Regions from separate parts of the Mus musculus genome. Here all the other regions are linked to region 2. The links are chromatin contacts, called in public Hi-C and HiChIP or PLAC-seq maps. All regions are on one chromosome and are shown on one strand. The core of a region is the stretch at or near the end of the contact, and the rest is flanking DNA. Distances in the headings are between cores, read along the strand shown.

Region 1 (2,700 bases), core at 121-2,620, 810 kb before region 2:
TCCCTAGTGACTCAGAGGGGTAAACAGTTACTAAGGCTGTTTCAGAGCTCAAGCTTGTGCAATGAAGGAGGTTACTTGTCTGCAGTTGCTAGAAAACGAATCTACAGCCACATCAGGATGCACGGCCACAAGGCTGGAGGTGCCGAGATCCCGCCTCTCCTAACTTCTGTTTGTGAAAGGGAACAAGTTGTTGGAGAGTGCGAGATCTGGAGAGAGATCACACACACACACACACACGAACACACACGGGCAGGGGGGTGTGTGTCAAGTGACAGCACTGCACACTAAGAATGAAGTGGAAGGGTACCACCCCTGGGTACCTGTTAAAACCACTTGTGAAAAGAAGCCATTCTGCGGGCTCAGTGTTCAGACCAGGCGGCCACCAGAAGGGCTGTAAGTATGGCGTCTTGTGCTGATGGCACACAGCTTGAGGGACTGAAAGGTGTGGGCATCCACGTTCCTCGTGTTTTACCTTTCTTCTCAGTTGATTGAACCTGGTGCCGGCATGGTTTGTTTACCAGCAGTGTGTGTTTAAGGATCTGGATTTGATTAAGATGTTACAGAAACAGCAATGAAGGGTATTTCATCAGGGCAGGGGGAGGGAATGAAGTAGCAACCAGGTATTTCTGTTTAAACTAGAGGGTTTCCTTTGAAATTCCAGCCTAACTCCCTATACAATATGTAAGAATAACAAGCGAAATTGAACACTTGTGGCATCCTCTGGAGGGGAGGCTCTAGAGCGCATAGCTAAGTTCACAAAGAACAAAAAGGGTAGCTCACACACACCAGGCCTCGCTTCTTCAGAGGCAAAACAATCAGTATATAACATTCCTGCTAAGATGGCAGCGACTGGTGTTGCAGGTAAACTTTTCGAAGTATTTCCAGGCTTAGAGTAAGCCACACAGCAGACACACTAAACACACCGCTCGCTCAACCACTCCCTCACGCTCACCTTCACTCACTCCAGCTCCTACGGGCTGTCATCTATGCTGTAAAGCAGAATTTAGTGGTTGATTACGTAACGCTTAACAAAGATGAACACAAGGAGAAGACTGTCATCTCACTAATAGCAGGGAGAGCAAAAGACTTGAATCTGATTTTTAACTTGTACTTTTTAACTACTCCATGTTCTGCCCGTTATCTAAGAAGCAACTACCAGAGAGCTTCTCCAAATCAAGGGTATCTCAAAGATGTAAGCCTATACCAACCACCTTATCACATTACCACTGCTATCACGCCTATGTGGACAAATGATCGACTGCAAGATTACCACTAATTCAAACCAAATCTCCTAGGGCTGGAAGAGTACAAGCCGGTGGTGAGTCAGGATAAAGAACAATGGGAACAGAAAGCAGTGTTGTGGCCTCTGACTACATTGATCAAGTACGGCATTCAGGTCATAGGACCTTACAGCCCTTATGCTGTAAACTGCTTAGTAATTTAACTGGTTTCTGTCTACAGAACTATGTAACAGACACATAACAATGGCTTGCTACATAACGAATAACAAACCTCACAAAGACATTAACAAATGAACGGTCACATTCAATAAACTAAAATATAAACCTACATAGCTGAGGGAAAAACAAGCCACATGGTCAGCACTAAGTCCGCTGGCTCCTTAGTAGACTTTACGGGTTATGGTTCTTAGTTCTCGATATACAACTAATCTGATATGCAAAGAAATTATTAGTAAGTACCAAATGTGTTATCATTGCAAAACCCCTTAATCCAAGGTATCTCTATCTAAATAAAAATAAGATGGCAAATTACACTGCTGGTAATATCCAATGGCAGTTCTTTACCTGCAGATTCTAAGCACTGCTCTGTGAAGATTTCAGACACTCAAAGCAGAGAACAGAAGCAGTACATCTGCATGTGACTCAGCAGAAAATGCAGAGCTCAAACAGAGCTTTTTATAACACTCAAATTTCCATTGGTTTAAATACAGCCCAAAACTCTAATTTCCATGAACAGGAAAGTGGTGCTATGATTTTGTGGTCATTTTACATAAGGCAATACTAATTTAAAATATTTTAAGGGAAAATTAATGCCAAGTATGGTGTTTGACGGTGTAGAAACCACTCTTTCTAGTGCCATTAAAGACCTGCCTAGGGCAGGGAGGGACAGGGACAAGGCAGTAAAATGGCAGAACCACTTTGCAGCAGATGATTAAACACGTATCAGCATTTCCCAGAGAAAGTACCTGGAGAAGTCAATTCACCAACCAACCCCACAAAGGTCACTGGCGAAGCTGGGAAGAAGTGTTCAATGGGCACAAAGCTTGGGAAAACAAGATAAAAAGAGATCTGACAAAAGATGGTACTGACAGTCTCAAACCGATACGAAAAGTACTTAACTCTAGTGCACAGTACAACTCAAAATGGCTGATGGTGTATTTTTTGTGGCTATTACCACATTTTCTAAAGAAACCCCAGTCAGGCCCTACAGCACAGGACTGTAACACTTAGGGGCTGAGGCAGAGATGGCTACCAAGCCAGACCCCATTTCAAACAATCCAAAAAAAAACAAAAAACAAAAAAAAAAACAAACCAAACAAAAACAAAAACAAAAAACAAACAAAAATACAAAGGAACTACTGTAATAAAGAAATAAAGTACTTACTGTGGAAGTGCTAGATACTTAGTTCTGAGGGGTTCGCTTAGTCTTATAAACTATTCAGAATCTAAGACTTAGCAA
Region 2 (2,700 bases), core at 123-2,622:
AGAAAACAGATTTTTTTCCCCCTAGATAAATTGGTTATCATACAGAAAACGCCTCAAAGGCAACAGGTTTTACTCCCACAATACTTAGCATCTGTGCAATGCTCAAAAGAATTCCTAGATATAACGGAGGTTTTGTTGTTGTTGTTGTTGTTGTTGTTGTTAAATTGGGGTGTTTGAGGTTTGTTTGGTTGAGACAGGGTTTCTCTGTGTATTCTGTCTATCCAGGAGAGCCCTGTCTATCCTGGAACTAATTAGACCACGCTGATCTCAAACACAGAGATCCTGGTCTCTGTGAGAGTGCTGAGATTTAAGAAGTGTTCCCCCAGGCCCGACTTATAACGGAATTTTCTATGCTTGAAAAATTTCTGAGTTTCTTCCGGTTATACCCCACCACCACCACCACCCAGATTCCCAGCCCAAAACTCTCACTCAAGCAATGGGGGTGGGAGTGGGGGGGTGACCGCCCCCTACACCTCTGTCACTCAAAGTGTGGTCGGTCCACAGACTCATTGCATGTGCGTTATAGGGGAGCTTATCAAATCAGAACGTGCTTTTTTGAAAAACAAGAAGTCCCAGGTAAACCTGATGTACATTAGAGGTGGAGGAACAATGCCTCAGAAGTTTGATAGATACAAACACACTTTCCCACGCCATGGGGCGCACCGCACACTCCTGCCCAGACCCAGGGTGAGGTCCCGACACCTGCCAAGAAGGAGCGGCACTCCGCTGAGACAGCGTCCCCGCCCCACCGGCTCACCTTGATGCGCTCTCCATCAATATCCACGGCTCGCTCTCGGAAGTCCACCCCGATCGTGGCCTCGGTGCGGTCGGGGAAGCGGCCGGCGCAGAAGCGGTAAGTCAGGCACGTCTTGCCCACGTTCGAGTCGCCGATCACTATGATCTTGAAGATGCGGGAGCGGGCGGGAGGCAAACACCCAGACGCCCCTGACACCGCACAGCTGGACGAGAAGCTGACCTCCAGCGACGACTCCATCTCCGAAGTCATCCTCCCGCCCCGCCCCGAGCTGAGCCGGAGCACAGAAGCCGCGGGAATGACGCCACGCCAGCGACAGCGCTCCCTAGCAGTGACAAACGACGCCCAACTCCCCACAGCCCGCGGGCACCGCGGCGCGCGTGCGCGAGCAGCCCCTGCCCACCCAGGTGTGGCGCCCCGCTAAGGCCCCGGCGCACGCGCAGTAGGCCTCCGCCAGTCGGTGCGGTGTACCTGGAAAGATGCGTCGGCGCTCCCTGGCTGGACTGCGGCTCAGAAGGTCCGCCCGAGGGACCTCTATGTGCCGCGCTCCAGCCTTCTGACCGCCTCGCCACGTCCGAGGTTCCCGAGCTCTGGAGGAAGCTGCGCAGCCCCCGGGGGCGGGGAGAGAGAGAGAGACAGCGGAGAGGAAGGAGGCGCGGCCCGGCTGTGGTCTCGCGAGAGGCGGCGGCGCAGTGGCGTCGTGGCCGCCTGGTCGCAGCCGGGGTTGGGGCTTGGAGTTGGGCTCTGAGCATCCCCTGTGCTCACCGCTTCCTCCGGGCCTCCGTGGAGCGGGGCGGAACGGCGTGGGCAGGAGGGTGAGAGGCTACTCAGCTCCTGAACCTGATCTTGGCCGTAGAGACTCTCCTCTACCTCTGCCTTCCCGGTGCTGCAATGAAAAGTGTACACTACCACGACCCGCTCAGTTTGTTTTGTAAAAGAGACAAATTGTTTTCGGCTGGTTTGAGCAACACAAGTCTTAAATCTCTGTGATTCTCTTCAACTCCATAGAGTTCCAGGACAGCCAGGTCTCCTTGAGGCAGGATCTCTCAGTCAAACCCAGAGCTCATTCCATAGAGCTAGTCTTGGTAGCTAACTTGCTCTGGGGATTCTGTCTCCATCTTCCAAGGTAGGAATTACAGGAGGTCTTCCATGCCTGCTCAGCATTGCCTTGGGTTCTGGGGATCCAAATTTAGAACCATCTCCTTATTCCCTTCTTTCCTATCCAGCCCCCCCCCCCCAGGATTTTCATATTGTAGCTAAAGCTGGCCTAGAACCTCACTGTGTATCCAGGCTGGCTCTGATTTTTGTGGGAATCCTGTCTTAGTCTCCTGAATACTAGGGTTACAGGTGTGAGACTATGCCTGGCTGAATGTTACCATTGGTTTAAAATTAAAAATAAGTACCACTTAAGCTGAATGTAATACCACATGCCTATAATCCCAGTACTGAGAAGGCTGGAACAGTATGTTAGTGGTTACATGGAGACGTTTTGGAGTCAACTCTGAAGGATCTGACATGTTAACTTTGTAAGTCAACAAGTTCCAGTGCCAGTTGATGAACTGTCAATGAAACTCCTAGGTGAGAAAGAAAAGGCACCTTCTCAGAGAGGCAGAGTATACCCCATTCCCCAAGTGATGCCATGAGGCCAAGGTGATGTCTGTCCGATGTAAGTGGTAGCATTACAGGAAATGCTCTGCAGGAAACGGGTATTTCATAAATGGTCTCTGAATCTGTCCAGCTTCATCCAGAAGAGTGATGGTGCCTTTTCTCATCCTGGAGACCAAACAAGACTCCCCCTAGAACAAGAAGAAAAAAATATTTTTTATCACGCAAAAAACGATTGCTATACAAATATCCCTAGAAAAGAGCCCAGGAAGAAAGCTGTTGATCACTTTGCCTGAATTTACAGACATGAGACAAATGAGAATTAACCTCCATTAAATGGT
Region 3 (2,700 bases), core at 34-2,533, 520 kb before region 2:
AGAGGAAATCGTATTTTGACAATATCTCTAGTGTTACCAATTTTCTGCTTTAAAACATTTTGGGCCCAGAGTCCTCGCTGAAACTGCAGAAAGCACACCGATCTATTTCCTTTTTTTTTTTTTTTTTTTTTTGAGAAGAAAAAAAAACCCAACCAACCAACAACATCAACAACAAAAACCTAACTCTCTGGGGATTGGGTAGTGACTTGCCCAGCAGAACTAAAAGTATTTTTAACCATTCCTTATTTCTTCTTAAAACATTTCTATAAAAAAGAAATGGCATATGCCTTATTATTCCCTTTCACGAGGAACATATTAGAAATCAGCTCCTTTGGCTTTGGTGTTTTCAAGATAGCCATCCGTGAGCTTGGCTGTTTTCCCAGTTCTGAGTGATGGCAGTCCTAGACCTGGCATTACTGCCCCAATGGATCAGTACTTGATGAGTCGCCCTAGAGGTAAAGTTGGTTCTGGGTGTGAGCGCTCCCCGTGTATCTTAACTGTCACAATTCACTGTTTTAAGCTGGTTGAGTGTTGAGCTTTTTCTGAACCCTCTCAAGAGCTAGATCTGGGTAGACACAGGAGTGATTCAGACCCACCGTGCACACTTGTATAATCCGGGCCAGGACCAACACTGTAGATCTAAAATGCAGTTATCCTGATGGCTTCGGGATGTTTTCATTGTACTCATTTAAAAATTTCTCACCAGGGAAGTTGGAACGATGGGAAATTTTATATGGTCCCAAATGCCCCAGATGACTGGTTTATACTTTGACCTTAGAAAGGATAAAAAAAAAAGAAGAAGGTAAAACAAGTCAGTGCTTTTGAATAGGTTTCAAATATAGGAGAGCCAAATTGCGCGCACTGAGCGAGGGAACGAATTGAGCAGAGCTTTAGGTAAATGAATGTGGATGTGATGGACCTCAGTGGGAACTTGGGAGGTAAAGGGAAGAGAGGAACAACCTGAAAATGTGTATAGCATGTCCATAGAGCCGTGGCTTCTGAGAACAGCCTTGACTTTGAATAGCTTGTTGCTTTGTCCCTATAGGTGGACTTGCTTTCTCCCCGACCCCTATCCCGATGCAGCCCGATATCGCTGAGCTATTCAGGGCGCTCTGCTACCCTACTCTTGAGGTCTCAGGAAGGTGAAAACCAAGTCTTGCCCAATAGCTTGGGACAGGAAGTGGAGAGGACCGCTAACTGAAACTTGAGACTGTATGTAAAGTCCGTGCCAGAGTGGCAGGGCAGATGTTTCTTCTCTAACAGGAAGCACCCGTGGCCCACAGGAAGCGCCAGAGTCCCTCACACATGTCATCCTGTATTCGCATCTCTGCATCACTGCGTGGTCACGTGGGCTCTGTGTGACTGGAAACAAAGGCGGGACCACGGGGGAAGGAATACACCACGTGATTATTTACCCAGCCCTTTTTTTTTTTTTTTTTTAAAGATTTATTTATTGATTATATGTAAGTACACTGTAGCTGTCTTCAGACACTCCAGAAGAGGGAGTCAGATCTCGTTGGGGATGGTTGTGAGCCACCATGTGGTTGCTGGGACTTGAACTCTGGACCCTCGGAAGAGCAGTCGGGCGCTCCTACCCACTGAGCCATCTCGCCAGCCCCCCCTTTTTTTTTAAGTATACATAGCATTGCCTGCAGCCCTTCAAGCCACAAGTTAGACATAGCCACTGTAGCTGTTCCATTTATCCACCTATTCATCTGTGCACCCTAATAAAATGGTCAGTTGCGCGGGGTCTGCAGTCTGACCGCTGGGTTCAATCCCAGCTCCCCCATGAAGGTAGAAGTTAGGGACTTCACTTACATGCTGTTAGTAAGTCACAAATAGTAACTCGGTATGTCTTGAGACGGGAGGGAATCAGGGAGTGAGTGGGTTTCTATAGAAGGCCTTTAGACCGCACTGAAGAGTTGCTGTTTTATTTACCCATCTCTTGAAAAAGAGATCGCTACACATGTAGTTTTGCAGAAAGTCCATCTTTCTGGATGACAGAATTACAGCCTTCTCCTTTAAGTCCCTGGATGCATTGTTTTTCTTGGTATTTATCATTGTCTAGACATTTTAAAAAGAATAGATATTTTTAAAACAATGCCAGGGCTGAGACCTTTAGTCCATTGGAGGGAGGAGCTCTGAATTCAACTCTGCTTGTTTGATATTGAGTAGTTAGTTCATCATCTGGCCTTCCCCTCTATACTTCTGTCTTCTACCTCGATCTTTCTTTACTTCTGACTCTCTTTATTTTCTGACCTTTGGCCTACTGCCCATGGAGGCAGATAGCTCTGTGTGTGCAGCCGTTCTTGTTCATGGCTGTTCTGAGACCCAGTCACACACTGGTAAAACTCACCTCTTGAAAAATCTTGATAAATCAGTTTGCATTTATAAAGAATTGGTAACTAAGCAACTGTCACTATAAGACAAAGTAAAGTATTATGTTGAATGTTGAGTACACAGAAGTTTAAAAACTAGCGACTGTGACTCACCACAATCCAACGATTGGATGTTGTCACCGTGGAAGCCCTAGAGACTGAGTGTCAGGGGCGAGTTTAATGGCTCAGCCACTTGATAAGTGGCAATTGTAGTTCCGTGTTTTCAGGGACTTGAGTCGAATTAGCTGTATTAGCTCGGATTGTCAAGATGTCTAAGGAATGGAAGGGGGTGTCATCGCTTGTGTTTATGTAACAGTGGAAG
Region 4 (2,700 bases), core at 140-2,639, 590 kb before region 2:
AGGTATTTGCATAAATTACTATGTGCAGTGGCCTGTGAGAAACCCTAGAAATGTCACACACAGGTTTCCCAAGAATTACCTATGCACTATGTCAGTTTTGTGGACTAAAAATTCTATCTTTCTCTCTCTCTCTGCTTCTCTCTCTCTCTCTTAATAACATTTATTTAGCTTGTGTGTGTGTGTGTGTGTGTGTGTGTGTGTGTGTGTGTATCCCACAGTGTGCATTTGGAAGGCAGAGGACAGCCTTCAGGAGTCAATTCCCTCTACTGTTCAGCTCCTGGGCATCAAACTCAAAGCAGTCAGTCTTGGTGGCAAGTGCCTTTACCAGCTGAGCCAAGTAGCTTTCTTCTCAAATATGAACTAATGACCTCAGATGTTGTGTGGTGTGCTTACAAAACCTGTTCTACTCCTGTGCTAACCTGAGACGATTGTAACTCTTTGGAGATCTGGCTGTAATTTAGAAACTTTTAACGTGTACCTTTGTGGGACTTGGAGGGGAAAAATTTGATTTGACCAATTTCTGTCATCTGTCAACTTAGATGTATTTTGATTTCTAAACAGAACTGTGGAAAAGACTTCTTTCTAATTGGGAATGCCTTGCTTTGTTACCTAGGAAACACCTGATTGTTTTCTTAGGGAAATATTCTGCAAATTAGACTTTTAAAGGTCTGTATTAAAAATGCGCATAAAACATAAAGCTACATTTGAAACTAGCTTTCGGCTTAAAAATTAGGTTTCTGTGTGGTCAGCAGACAAGTCAGAGAAGCATCGTCTGAAGGAAGACAATAGCCTGGGTTTAAGAAAATTCAGTGTTTGGATCATTGTCATTAGCCTCACAAATGTTTGCTTTCAGGTTGTAGTAAAGAAAATCGAAGATAATGGCTTTGCCCCTAACTCCCATTTTTCTTGTATTAAGATCTAAGACCTACCTCAGTTCACATGAGACAGAGCCCCAATTTTTGAGAACAAACTGTAGAACTTCTAAATTTGAGGAAGAAACTGACCCTTTTTAAAAAGACATATTCCAGTGAAAACCAAAGGCAGCCAGAGCCTGGACCTCTGGATGTGTCAAGGAGCCTCACCTACCTCGGGTGTCTAGCATGTCCTCGCAGGGACCTGTTGGTGGTCTGTGCAGCCACAGGGAACCTTACACGAAAGGCACCTGTGCTTGCTAAAAATCTGCTCCGAGAGTGGAAAAGCAGATCCAAAATGCTAATCCTTTGTCATTGGTCACAGTCCCTCGACACTTCTTTACCAGCTAACTGCTACTGATTCAATTTGGCCAACTGTGCTTAGCTTCCTTAAAACCTGCCGCAGTTTCGGTTGAGTAAAGCGGTGATTCATTTCCTGCCCCGTGGGGTGTCAGCCAGCTCTAATGGTTTTGTCTGCAAGAGCCCACAGCTGCCCAGGATGGCGGGAGGGAAGCAGTGGGGCTAGCGCCTGGGCTTAGAGCGGCACTTTCCCGCGGCATCGGGAAGGGATTGAACCCAGGCAGTCGATTCAGGTTGATCATTTGGTTTTGTAGAACATACGTCCTCTTGATTTCTCCTGTCCGTCAGGAGCGCAAGAGAACAAGCAAGAGAAATGTTCTCTGTGTGGGTGTCTTTCCCAGGAGAGCGCCCGAGCGACACTTCAGATCTCGTTTATGCAGCATAGCTTGATTAATTTGGCTGGTTGTTCAGAATATGTAGCCATTGTAGTACAGCTCTAGCTTGCTTTCTCTCTCTCTCTCTCTCTCTCTCTCTCTCTCTCTCTCTCTCTCTCTCTCTCTCTCTCTCTTTCTTTTTTTCGTCCCTGGTCCCTGAGACAGGATCTTACTGCGTATTTCTAGCTGTCCCTGAACTCACAGAGATCTACTTGCTTCTGCCTCCCAAATGCCACCACGCCCAGCCGCCCGAATACAGCCTTTTGTATTGTGTGAAAGTATCAGCAAAGAGAAAGAGATTTTCAGTCTTGTGTTTAACCTCTTCAGGACGGTGTTTTTATTTTCGGTTTTAAATTACACTTATTTATTTTAGGGGGCACTCACTACAGAGGTCAGAAGACAAGTTGGTTTTATCCTTGTACCATGTAGGTTGTCCTGGGAATCAAACTCAGCTCCTCCCGCTTGGCGGCAACCGCCTTTACTTGCTTAGCCATTTTGTAGTCCCATCTTGTTTGTTTCTGTGGAATCAGCTTTTCTGAATCTCAAGGAAAGAATAAAATAACAAGAAATGCTGTCAGCAAACCAGAGTGTTGCAGGTTGGATGGTTAGAGTTCAGAGTTGGCACATGTTTCTCCATCACTTTTCTTTCAAAGTAAGGTGAATCAGTACCCATTTTCTGGATTAAAATAGACACGTGAATGTGTGTCTCATTTGCATATTTTGCGGGAAAATTTGTTAGGTTCAAATGCAAAGTTCAAAAGGATGATATTTGCTTTGTTAAGAAATCAGTTTGGGGCTGGAGGGATGGCTCTGCAGTTGGAGCACTAACTGCTTCCCAGCACACAGGTGGATGTTACCAAACGTCTGATGCTGTTCTCCAGCTTTGGAGGGTCCTCATGTGCACAAGCCCTCCCCATTTCATGCACACGTTTTTAAAAGCATATTTATGTGTGTATATATATATATATATATATATATATATATACACACACACACACACACACACACACACACATATGTGCCTTTAAAGGCACATACATATATGTGAATTTTAA
Region 5 (2,700 bases), core at 117-2,616, 600 kb before region 2:
TTGGGCTGGGAATATAGCTCAGGTGGCAGAGCGCCTGCTTAGCATGCAGGAAGCGCTGGTCCGGTTCTGAGCACTGTATGAAACCCGCCATATTGACATACATCTCTGGTTGGCGCTTAGGAGGTACAGGCGGAAGACCAGGATTATCACTGGCTATCTGTTGAGTTCCTGTCCCTCCTGGGATATATGAGACCCTGTTTCTAAAAGAAAATATGACAAAACAACACATGAGAAGGCTGAGAACTTAAGAGCTGTTTCTTCAGAGGACCCTGGTTTAAATCCCAGGACTGACATGATGGCTCACAATCTGTATGTAACTCCAGTTTTAGGGAGTCTGATGCTGTCTTCCGGCCTCGGGCACTGCATATACTTAGTGCATATACATACATTCAGGCAAGGCACTCACACATAAAATAAAATCTAAGAGACAGAGACAGACAGAGTGAGAAATAAGAGAGGGAGGAAGAGAAAGAGGGAGGGAGGGGAGAAGGGAGAGAGCACGAGACTCCTAAAGGCAAAGACTAGATGGTTGGGCATTCCACTGTCTTTAGTTTTTCTATGGTTTTTTCCTTGGTGAACCAAATCAAGCCCTTATCCACAGTGGGGATCGTCATGATCTTGGGGGAAGAGACAGAGAGGATCTAGCTGGAATATTCTGGGAGAGCATGCCTTATTGGGAGGGGCTTTTTGACGAGTTCTGCTGAGGAAGAAAATGACTGTCAGGTGTTTATAGGCGAACCAATCTGTCTTCGCCTTTGGCGGCTCTCAGCAGCAGGGTCTCCACACAGTGACTAGAGAATTCTTTGAAGTGGGTACTCCCAGAGAAGAAAGGGATGAGCCAAAAGGTTTGGGTCTCCCTATAAATTAAACCCAGCGTCAACAGGGATCAGAGCAAGAAACTTTAAGTGTCCAGTTTTCCCTTCTGTCCACACGGTCCCTTCCACTCCCTTCCTCCGTGCCCTGTGAATAAATAGCAAGTAGGTTTGGTGTTCATTACTCTTTTGCCGTGAAGACAAAGGTGACTCATCAGGCTAAATCGGAGATGGGGGGGTGGGGGGGTGGGGAGGATACCATTTTTCTCGCCGTGTACCAAGCTAGGTTACACGGAAGTGAATTCCCAGAAAAGTCGTAAAATAGTGAAGTAATCCTAAGACAGATACGGGGTCGACAGCTACAGGCACAGGCCCCTGAAGACAGGCCTCTGTGTTGTGGCGAGACAATACTGCTGACCATATGGTCTCATGGCAGGCCGGTTGTGGAAGTCAGTGGCTGCCTTTTGTTTGGGGAACTCTCTCAGCCATGGGTCTGTGGGAGCTCTCAGTGACTTCCTGTCTCCCTGGCAGGCATGCTCTTGGCCCCGGGCCAGGCTTGCTGTACTATTGCAGTCTCAGGCCAAGCCCAGCAGCTTGCATTTGGTAAGCAGTCATTGCTCCTGACTTTGGTCACTCAGCAAACCGTTTGTCCCACAAATACACACTAGGACCTTTTTTTACACGATATCTCCGTGGCAACTATTACAAAGAGAGCATTTTTTTTTTTTACGTACAACCTAATTAATTGATAAATGTATAGAATCCTGGATACTCAGTATTCCTGGTGAAAGTGAGAGTCGTTTGTATTTTTTCAGAGCCCTTTTCAAGTTGCTTCCCTACTCCTAAGGCTCAGCTAGCTAAGACTGGCTCGGATGCTAGAGGCAGGGCTCCTGCTACAAAAAAAGAGAGAGTCGCCATCTATCCAGTTTTTACATAGGGCTAAAACAGGCCCTATGCTTAGCCTGGGTCTATTTTTTGAATGTGTGAAGCCAGCATGTGTGTGTGCATAAAAAGGCTGATTAACTCCACTTTCCTCTGAAGCCTCTCCTCTGCCACTGTGCTGACTCTTCCCAAGACCAGGGTTTCTCCGTCTCCCTGAGTCCTGGATGTCTCTGATCACTGTTGGTTAGGGCCACCCACCCTGGCTCCTTTTCTTTGCTCCCCCAAATATGGAAATGATCCCCAAAAGAACACATGGCCCTGGGAAAGGTTCTTTCAAACACAGCAGAAGGCGAGACCCAGCGAGGCTCACACTCCAGGAGGGGAGGCTGTAGCCTGGGCTATTGTGCCCGTGAGGGAGAATATTTTTATTCCAGGAACTGCATGCATGGAGGAAATGGATACCACTCACACTTTGATTGAGGAACACCAAAAAGCTCCATGTTCTTGGTCTCTAGGAAGTCTTCGTCCTTCTCTCATATGTATGTATGTATCTGTGCTTGTCTGTGTGTGTGCATGTGGAGGCCAGAGGTGGGTGTTCGGTATCACCCTCCATTGCTTTCTTCTTCCATCTTGAGGCAGGAACGTCGCTACCACTGTCTAGCCAATCAGCCTGCTCCAGGAATCACCTGCCTCCACAGAGTGCTGGGACTACAAGTGGGCTGTTACATCCACTGAGCCTTTACATGGGCACTGGGGATTTGAACTCTGGTCCTTATACTTCTGTGGCAAGGGCTTTACCCCCTAAGCCATTTCCTAGCTCCTATGAAACCTTTTGGTGTAGAACACCTATGAAGGTTGATTTGGTTATGATGTTGGGATAAATCTATTTCTTTTCCTCATGAAGAAATGTCATTTCAAGGCCAATGCTGCTGTCTCTTGTATGAATGTATGTATGTATGTATGTCCTACTAATGACTAATCGGAGATTTTTATTTACACATTGGGC
Region 6 (2,700 bases), core at 88-2,587, 530 kb before region 2:
ATTTTATTTCCTTAAGAACCAGATTAGAATGCCCTAGCATTTCTTCGTGCCTAACCCGAACCTCCAGTTCATAGTGCTCTTGTGTGTGCTTCATAGGAGCCATGAGTTACCAGGTATGGACACTTCCTTGTCCCTGAGTCTGCACATAGTAGGGTTGTGATTTTTTTCCACCAGGAGAAGAACATCTTCCCTGCCACTAGGCATTCCTATATTTTCTCGTGAATCCTCTAATGTTGCTGCGAAGCACTTATGGATTAATTGACACAGAAGTGTTCATATTCATGAGTGACTGTGTGACATTTCTATACATGAATACAGTGTGATGAAATTACGTAGCTCATCTTCATCACCTTAAAGCCTGATCATTTCTCTCTTGGAAGTATTCAAAATCTTGTCTTTTGGCCATTTTGAAGAATATAATAACTGTTGACTATAGTCATGCCAGATCTATACCACATGATCAACTGTGCTTCGATTCAATTAGCCAACAATTGTCTCTAGGTCCAATCCCCCTATCCTTCCCAGATCCCGGCCATACTTGTATAATACCTGCTCTGTCCCTGTGCCTATGCCAGGAATGTTACAGCCTGTCAGACAGGCAAGAGAAATGGTTTTCTTTCCTTCCTTAGGCTTTCACTCTCCTGAAGCTTCTGGTGATAGGTTGCCTACTTCTCTACTTCTTTCAGACAAATGATTCAAAACGAAAGCAAAGTCCAGGTAGAAACAGCAGGAGTTGTTCTCTAGAGCACTGTTGCCTGAGTCTGCTCAGCTCGTGGGCAGCCTTGGCAATGAGAGAAAATACCTTGGAAACAGTCTTTACGCGAACTGTGGTTGCTCAGCACACGAAGAAGAAAAGATGTTGCTACCAGAATTTTCATGCAAGACACAGTCTTCTCCTTATGGGAGACGGGGTATCCCCAGACTCCTCCTCTTCGGGGTATCCCCAGACTCCTCCTCCCCATGTCTCATACATATTCCTTCTTTCAACACTTCCTTTAGTCTCTGGTCTACGCTGAGATTTCATATTCAGTTAGTAACACGATGATTCATGTTTATACCCGAAGACTTTGTTCAGGAAGGCTGGGAATTTACACGAAATAAAACTCATTGTGGTGCTTTTTGGAACAGCAGCAGCAGCAACAACAACAAAGCAAAAGCAAAAACAAAACAAGAAAACAGTTTGTGAAACAAACTGAATGATCAGATAAATAGAAAAACAAAACAAAGGGTCCTAGCTTTTGAGAGCGAGATAGCAGACCGCCGCGGCACAGGGAGGGAGCTGACGCTGTGTTGAAAGACGGGCGCCGGAAGTCACTTAACCTAGACAGGCAGGGTACAGAGGTTCATGAACCGCATCTGGTATCTATTTGCCCATCCACTGGCAGACAGCAGTCAAGCAGGCAGAGCAGGGGAGCTGAACGAATTAAGTATGGTAGCTAATTTATCAGGTCAATAAAATTAAACTTCTCTAGACTCTGTATTCCAGCTTTTAGGAAAGAAAGTTTTGAAAGAAAAAAAATGAGAATAACTCTGCATGTTACTCTCTTTCTATCGCCCTCTACCCTTCCCCCATCTGTAGACTGGGGGTGTGTTCAAAAAAATGAAACAACAACAACAACAACAACAACAAACTCTGAAAGAAGTATGTATTTGGGGTAGAGACAGCATCACATTTAACTGTACCGAGGCATGTGACCATTTTGGGATTCCAGAATAGCAGCTCAGAGACGTGGAGTTGGCAGAGAACAGGGAGAAAAGCCGAGTTTCCAGGCAGGCAGACATAGTCGTTTGGGGTCCTTTAGACCAGGAGACAATTGAGAGAGCTCTTTTGTTTTTAGACCCTGCCCCTGCCTGCATGTCTATTACTGACGTTCATGCTAATGACGATCATCCATGAGATGCTGTGTTCTACTTAAGAAAACAGGATTAGACACCACCATGTTTCTAAGAGACATCCTGATGTTGGGTTGTGTTTTAGCTCCGCGGAGTGCTGCTTTCCCTGTAAGCCTAGCAGGGTGTTATTTAGCCACTAACGTTGAACGGTCTTGCTGGCCGAAGGCTGTTCCTCACCTTTTTTTCCATTTTAATGCCTTTACCTTGGAGTCTGTACACAGTTATCCCTTAATAATTGTTCACCGTCCTTGTCATTGCTGGCTTGTTTAAGATCAGGAGGTGCAGAATGTAGTTAAATCTTTTCTGAATCATTCAAGGAGACTAGCAAGGAATACTCAGGTTAGCTGGGGTAGACTGTGTGCCCTCAACAGAGACATGTCATGGTGTCCTCTAGAGATAGCCGGGGAGGGACACTTAGGGAATTCATTCTTTCAAACACTGGTTAATTTGCTGTAGTGAATGGAGTCTTCATATGGCAGGAGCCATGTAACACTGGAGGCTATGCATGCATAGATACTGAAAACCAGTCCGTGTGACTACCCACCCATCTTATTTTCAGCCAGGAGTGATCTTTGTTAGATGGCCAGCATACCTCCTTAGATAGCTTGGGTCTTCTGCTCACTGTCCCTGGTGCTTAGAGCCCTGCCTAGGGTGTGGTAGTTGCTCAGCAAGAACTCAGGAAGAAATTGATGTCCTTTGAACCCGTGGTGTATTACTGTTGTATGGAAGCGGGTGTCCAAGGAGCTGTTTTTTTTTACCTCCACAAGGGCAGTAAGAATGTTTTCAAGTTCCTTTTCAATTCAGTGT

What was found. A called contact is a pair of places that touch in the nucleus more often than the background predicts. HiChIP or PLAC-seq counts read pairs in DNA pulled down with a chosen protein or histone mark.
Region 1: an H3K27ac HiChIP or PLAC-seq map of trophoblast stem cells shows a contact between it and region 2, with 4 times the contacts expected there. The contact joins the enhancer-like site here to the promoter of Rab33b in region 2. A contact is called at or near these places in 2 of 39 promoter capture datasets (pre-B cells and stem cell-derived epiblast-like cells) and 2 of 115 datasets of contacts at active chromatin or transcription factors (bone marrow-derived macrophages and trophoblast stem cells).
Region 3: a contact with region 2 is called in a Hi-C map of B cells, with 6 read pairs. The contact joins the enhancer-like site here to the promoter of Rab33b in region 2. A contact is called at or near these places in 4 of 39 promoter capture datasets (the C10 cell line, hippocampal neurons, pre-B cells and 1 more), 2 of 484 Hi-C or Micro-C datasets (B cells and CD4 T cells) and 8 of 115 datasets of contacts at active chromatin or transcription factors (the NIH/3T3 cell line, the SCID.adh cell line, embryonic hindbrain and 5 more).
Region 4: a FOXA1 HiChIP or PLAC-seq map of pancreatic cancer cells shows a contact between it and region 2. The contact joins the enhancer-like site here to the promoter of Rab33b in region 2. A contact is called at or near these places in 7 of 39 promoter capture datasets (the 3T3-L1 cell line, the C10 cell line, cranial neural crest and 4 more), 1 of 484 Hi-C or Micro-C datasets (the G1E-ER4 cell line) and 9 of 115 datasets of contacts at active chromatin or transcription factors (astrocytes, bone marrow-derived macrophages, effector CD8 T cells and 6 more).
Region 5: a Hi-C map of cerebellar granule neurons shows a contact between it and region 2, with 3 times the contacts expected there. The contact joins the enhancer-like site here to the promoter of Rab33b in region 2. A contact is called at or near these places in 7 of 39 promoter capture datasets (the 3T3-L1 cell line, the C10 cell line, cranial neural crest and 4 more), 1 of 15 datasets of contacts at CTCF or cohesin (large pre-B cells), 3 of 484 Hi-C or Micro-C datasets (cerebellar granule neurons, cerebral cortex and gonadal supporting cells), 12 of 115 datasets of contacts at active chromatin or transcription factors (astrocytes, bone marrow-derived macrophages, cardiomyocytes and 8 more) and 1 of 9 other capture datasets (liver).
Region 6: a contact with region 2 is called in an H3K4me3 HiChIP or PLAC-seq map of pro-B cells, with 4 times the contacts expected there. The contact joins the enhancer-like site here to the promoter of Rab33b in region 2. A contact is called at or near these places in 3 of 39 promoter capture datasets (cranial neural crest, hippocampal neurons and pre-B cells) and 14 of 115 datasets of contacts at active chromatin or transcription factors (the 230-238 cell line, the SCID.adh cell line, bone marrow-derived macrophages and 10 more).

What each region holds. Positions count from the first base shown.
Region 1 is chr3:52,295,086-52,297,785 of GRCm38.p6, reverse strand. The region is part of intron 1 of Foxo1 (forkhead box O1); the gene reads right to left. Among named protein-coding and RNA genes, the nearest start is that of Foxo1, 28 kb to the right of the region's middle. Within about 2 kb of position 1,370, at least 49 of the 459 cell types and tissues checked have an H3K27ac peak or open chromatin away from gene starts, as enhancers often do. A contact at or near this core is called in pre-B cells and trophoblast stem cells, where this site is marked.
Region 2 is chr3:51,482,638-51,485,337 of GRCm38.p6, reverse strand. It overlaps Rab33b (RAB33B, member RAS oncogene family), which reads right to left and starts at 1,372. Exons shown (of 2, transcript NM_016858.2): 1 at 758-1,372. The coding sequence starts at 1,006.
Region 3 is chr3:51,998,819-52,001,518 of GRCm38.p6, reverse strand. The region is part of intron 1 of Maml3 (mastermind like transcriptional coactivator 3); the gene reads left to right. Among named protein-coding and RNA genes, the nearest start is that of Maml3, 100 kb to the left of the region's middle. Within about 2 kb of position 1,283, at least 81 of the 459 cell types and tissues checked have an H3K27ac peak or open chromatin away from gene starts, as enhancers often do. A contact at or near this core is called in B cells, the SCID.adh cell line, memory CD8 T cells and 2 more, where this site is marked.
Region 4 is chr3:52,068,705-52,071,404 of GRCm38.p6, reverse strand. All of the region lies in intron 1 of Maml3 (mastermind like transcriptional coactivator 3), which reads left to right. Among named protein-coding and RNA genes, the nearest start is that of Maml3, 35 kb to the left of the region's middle. Within about 2 kb of position 1,389, at least 340 of the 459 cell types and tissues checked have an H3K27ac peak or open chromatin away from gene starts, as enhancers often do. A contact at or near this core is called in astrocytes, bone marrow-derived macrophages, effector CD8 T cells and 8 more, where this site is marked.
Region 5 is chr3:52,087,192-52,089,891 of GRCm38.p6, reverse strand. All of the region lies in intron 1 of Maml3 (mastermind like transcriptional coactivator 3), which reads left to right. Among named protein-coding and RNA genes, the nearest start is that of Maml3, 16 kb to the left of the region's middle. Within about 2 kb of position 1,366, at least 349 of the 459 cell types and tissues checked have an H3K27ac peak or open chromatin away from gene starts, as enhancers often do. A contact at or near this core is called in astrocytes, bone marrow-derived macrophages, cardiomyocytes and 12 more, where this site is marked.
Region 6 is chr3:52,016,233-52,018,932 of GRCm38.p6, reverse strand. The region is part of intron 1 of Maml3 (mastermind like transcriptional coactivator 3); the gene reads left to right. Among named protein-coding and RNA genes, the nearest start is that of Maml3, 87 kb to the left of the region's middle. Within about 2 kb of position 1,337, at least 64 of the 459 cell types and tissues checked have an H3K27ac peak or open chromatin away from gene starts, as enhancers often do. A contact at or near this core is called in fibro-adipogenic progenitors and pro-B cells, where this site is marked.